Regions from separate parts of the Podarcis muralis genome. Here region 2 is linked to region 1. The links are chromatin contacts, called in public Hi-C maps. All regions are on one chromosome and are shown on one strand. Each heading gives the region's core, a stretch centred on a gene start, on an enhancer-like site or on the middle of the called end of the contact. The rest is flanking DNA. Distances are from core to core; before and after follow the strand shown.

Region 1 (2,613 bases), core at 54-2,553:
TTCACAGCTGCCAAGCAGTGCCTGTTCACATAGTGTGCTTAGAAGAAATGAACTTATCTAAATTTTCGCATGTATGGTATAACCAAATTTAATTGGGTGGATGGGGCACCTGAGTCTCTAGTCTCAGTAAAATTGTGACTAGCACAGCACAGCACAGCACAGCACAGCACAGATGTAGCTTGTTCTCTCTGGAATAGACACAAGGGATCAATTTAAATGAAAAACCATTATGGAATAGAATGCTATTATGCCTAGGAAATGAAAAGGATATTTATTACGTGGAACAGATAGACTGCCCAAGGGGTGGGTGGATGTGTCCATTTAAGCTTCTCTCTGTTTCTAATTTTTCCACCCTTAAGGTCAGCTTGCCCCATTACACCATCTATTTGCAAGTTTTTATTTTAAAAGTCCACATTTTGAAAATGTTATGAATTTGTATGCATGTTTCTCCTAACAGATGCATTTTTGCACACAATTTGGCCTAGTGGGCACATTTTTGCAAGCACATTTCCCTAATACAAATACAGTTTTATAGTTACTTTCACTAATGTATGCCCTTTTGTGTGGACTTTTACGGTAGGAAAACTGCATCATTAAAAAATTCAGATGTGCAGATTGTGAAGGGTAACTGTGTTCAGGTTCACTTATTGCTTCAGGAAATTAGAATCAGGAAGGTTTCTCATTTTAGTGAACCAAATGAATTTCTCCTCCATTCCTTCCAGCTATTGATATTCATTCTGTTCCCTCAGTGGCCTGAACTACAGAGAGAGGGAGGAAAGCACAATAATATACTGTATGAGCAGTGAAAAGTCTCTCTTTTACTGTGCTGTAAGTACTTAAAAAAATTAAAAGGGCATTATTTATGGTATATTTTGCTGGAGTGAGGGGGGTTATCTGGCAAAGGAGAGGAAACCAGAAGTGGGTTTGTTGCAGAGGCACTTGACAGCGGGCCCACACTCAACTTTTTCCTGAATGAGAGGTGTGAGAGAAAGAGATTGCAGTTGCTCAGTAGTGTCAGAAAGGCACTTGGCACATGCTGGGGTGTACTTTTCTTCCCATGCTCCAGGACTCAGCGCCAGTGCTCAAGTCAAGGTACATGGGCTGAGGCCTGGTAAGTCTTGGTGCAAATTGGGTTGATTGCAGAGTGCTTGTTCAGAGAGGGGAGAGTCATGAGAAAAAGAAGCTGCTTTGTTTTGAAGAGTTGCTGCAAAGGGGGGGGGGGCTAGGAATCAGCTGGTATGTGGAAGAAAACAGAATGCCTGTGTTCTGTGGCTGAGTTTCCTGGCAACAGAAGGGGGAATCAGTGCCTAATTTCTAGAAAATTCCTTGGGCTTTCACATAAGATCTGCTTCTGGGAAGGAGAAAGGCTGAAGTTGAAGGAGAAGCACTCTGCATATGGCAAAAGGTACTTGTATCATTAAAATACAACTGTTACTTCTGCTTAAGAATTCTCAGCTATGAAGTCAAGATCAGTCACTGAATCATAGGGCAGAATTCTTAAAGGGAAATATTTTGTGCTCTTGCAGTGCCTTGGCTTTCCTCAGTTCAAATATGGGACTAGTATATATTAAATAGTATAAATGCATACAGTGGTACCTTGGGTTAAGTACTTAATTCGTTCTGGAGGTCTGTTCTTAACCTGAAACTGTTCTTAATCTGAAGCACCACTTTAGCTAATGGGGCCTCCCGCTGCTGCCGTGCCGCCGGAGCACGGTTTCTGTTCTTATCCTGAAGCAAAGTTCTTAACCCAAAATAATATTTCTGGGTTAGCGGAGTCTGCAACCTGAAGCGTATGTAACCTGAAGCGTATGTAACCCAAGGTACCATGGTAATTCATTGTTCCAGCACATACATGTATCTGAAGCATTGTAGTCTGGGAGTTGGCTCACTGCTTTTGCCTTCTGTCTTCATGGACTTAATCTATTGCAGTGGTAGGCTGAAGGTAGATCGGGATCTAGATTGGTTGATCTGGTGCTGATTTGCTGCAAATCATCTGAGTTTACAATTAGCAGCAACAAAAATGCTTCCCTCCTTCTTTAAATTAAGCTGCTGGGATGGAGGGGGCGGGGAGGAAACCAGGAGTGGATTTTGTGTAACAAGTCATGAGTTATGGTACTAAAAATCAAATTATTGCATTGATCATGTGCTCAGAGGCATGGTCTCTTCTTTAACCCTATGCTGCTTGACTCCGCCCCCCTCTAGCCACTACTTTATATCCAGCTCTGGTTCATGGACCTTGAGCTTCTAGTACAAGGTAAAGTACAGTAGATCATGTAAGCCTGGAGTTTGCCTACCTCCTAATCTATGGCATTCACCCACTTGCAAAGATCCTGTTTGCTGCTTGCAGCATGTTAAGAGTCTCAATTGTCTGAACTGTGTTGGCCCCACCATGCCATTACTGCTCACCCATGAAGAATAATACTTTTCTTATCTTCTGTGAAATGTTGACAGGGAAATAGCAATAATAAATAACTAAGGTGCTTATATCATGATCATATATTGAACTCAATTAAACACTTATTTGAACCTTAATTCCCCCCCCATCATATTGAATTGTTGTTGATCTATTTTAGTCTGTATTTAGTTGATATTCCTCAATTGCTAACTTCTTGT
Region 2 (2,613 bases), core at 41-2,540, 130 kb after region 1:
CAGCCTCAAATTTCATCATACCCAGGGGTCTACAATGTTTGGCCATACATGGAAGTTCCAGTGTTCCTGTCTTAAATCTTAGAGGAGTGTCTGGAGTACTCAGTTAGTAGAGATGTTACTTCTTCAATAGAGAAAAAAATCCTGTTGCAAACTCTGACTCAGCATTTGTAAATGCAGGAGACTCTGAAGGGAAGCAGGCAAATGTTTTCCAGGCTCACAAAGTAAATTGCCCATAAAAGTGCAATGGATAATTTTCAGAGCAACAAAAGCGAGGATCAACAGGAGAAACTATTCAAGAGGGAAAAACTGTGCAGCCAAGTGGTGGAAAATAACAGATACTATGTGAAATGTATTGCTGGAGTAACTCAGTTTGTAGTGGTCAATCAGTTGTCTTTCAGGGGCGATTCTGGGTGTGAACAATTAGGAGTAGATGCAGGTGGTTAGCTGAATTTTCTATGAGAAAATATTTTTAAAATTGCAACAAATTGTGAAGACTATTCCTGCAAGTGCTAAATATACTAGCCCTGAAATCCAAAATGAAATCCACAGCACAACTCAAACAGTTGTAGATTTTTTTCTGGAGCAAATGGTTTAAAGTACTTGTGTTGTGTTGTTGGTTGATGAGACTAGGGACAAGCAAGGCATTGAAGATATAGGGTTATTCCTGATTTTTTAACAACCTTTTTTGTGTTAATTGTTGGCAAGATAATTAAGAATTGTTGAAGTTGCTTAGTGAAAATGTTTGAATGTGCCTAAGTTGCAGGACAACCCCAAAAATAAGGGTTAATTAAAAGCATTTCACAGTTTTGTCTTTAAAAGGACCTGCCAGATTTTGATGTGTTTTTAATCTTTGTTGGAAGCCGTCCAGAGTGGCTGGGGAAACCAGCCAGATGGACAGGGTACAAATATTATTATTATTATTATTATTATTATTATTATTATTATTATTATTATCTGTCCCCTTAAACAGCTCCATTACTTTTTGTCCATCCCTTCCCCCGCCCCCCGAACTTTTAAACTGGCTTCAAGCCCGGTCCTGCACCAGGATGTTCCCAACAGACTGTGCCAAAAATGTACTTGGATATTCTGTTACGTTATATTGAAAAAGGAAAAACAGTCGTATGTTAGTAACTAGATGATAAGATGCAATGTTGAGATAATACTTACAAAGGGGTGTGAAGCAGTTGTACATATTATACTTTTGTGGACTCATCCTTCCAACACAGTGCTTCCCAAACTTCCAGTAGCTAAGAGCAGGATCCATTATGGAGATGTGGCAGAATCACCTACCACCAGAAGATAAGTGCAAGCCCAGAGCAGCATAATCACGCAGGGAGGCAGCAGACAGCTTCCTCTGGGGGTGTATGCTTTGGGAGTGATTTATTTCTTGCAGTTTGGGAGTTCTCAATCTCATGAATGGATGCCTAACTTGCTATCGCTGAACAATGCTGTTTGACAATGCTGCTGCACAAGCCAGCTGGTCTGTTAAAAGTAAATGTCAGAAATAATCTTTTCCAGCCATCAGGGCAGGAAGTGTGCCATTGTTCTGCTATCCTGGCCAGCTAAAGCCCTTTTTCTTTTTCAGAGAAGTGGTTTAAAGTTATTTGTTGCTAGATGAAACTGCTGACCCACACTTGTATCCCTAGGGGTATGAATAACAAACTATTCATCAAGTATTGTCCTGGTCAGCTTTACTGTAGGAAAATGTTTGAGGAGGCAGTGATGGCTGGCAGCCTAGAAACCCACATCACTCTCCAAACAGGGCTGCTAGCCATGGCCATAGGCAGGCCCCTCTCCATATATCTCTGGAATGGCAAGTAGGGGCTGGATTTGGCCCTGGGTGCTAGTTACTCCTCTATTGATATATGGCCTGAGGTTCCACCGAAAAATGAGTGCCTCTTAATTCCTTTCCACCAAACAACAGAATAAACACCTGGTTGATAGAACTGGAAGGCATCCAACAGGACGTTTAGCTGATCCCATGCTCCGAGGGAAAACATCCTCTACTTAAAAGCATCCCTCGTAAATATTTGTCCAACCATACTGAAAACCTCTCAGTTTATTCCAGGGCTGAACCACTCCTAAAAGCAGGAAGCTTTAAGTGACATTTCATTTAAATCTGACCTCCTTCCACTGATTTTCTTGCCTTATCCACTAGAGTTGACCTTTTTCCTTTTTCACCTGTTATTTGCAAACTGTCAACATACATCCAACCTTCATATTCTTTCTCTTGTCTGAACACGCCCAGTTACTCCATCCCTTCTCGATGTAGTTTGCTGTTTTATCACCAAGGAGGTCTCCAGGACTTGACCCCTACAGCATACGTCCCCCAGCCATCTTCTCCAGTCTCATCCCCTCTCACCTTTAGAGATGGACTGACACAAAGAAATGGAGCATGCACATGATCTAAGATAGGAGGGACACACATGCACAGAGGGACACACATGCACAGGCACACCCCACCCAAACAGTCCACACGCATGTCCACACTGCATATCAACAACTCACAAATTCACACACTTTGCATGGAAACACACCAAACTCACACTCCTGCCCTCTCACGCACTCAAATGCAGACACACACGCATAGCTTTCTCGCACGTGCGCGCTCTC

Evidence for each region. Hi-C and Micro-C count contacts between places; a contact is called where the count stands out from the background.
Region 2: a Hi-C map of tail shows a contact between it and region 1, with 4 times the contacts expected there. The contact joins the promoter of GARRE1 here to the promoter of KIFC3 in region 1. A contact is called at or near these places in 2 of 3 Hi-C or Micro-C datasets (blood and tail).

The regions. Positions count from the first base shown.
Region 1 is chr7:54,477,467-54,480,079 of rPodMur119.hap1.1, forward strand. KIFC3 (kinesin family member C3) reads left to right here and starts at 1,304. Exons shown (of 21, transcript XM_077931804.1): 1 at 1,304-1,405.
Region 2 is chr7:54,606,603-54,609,215 of rPodMur119.hap1.1, forward strand. It overlaps GARRE1 (granule associated Rac and RHOG effector 1), which reads right to left and starts at 1,291. Exons shown (of 14, transcript XM_028739372.2): 1 at 1,168-1,291.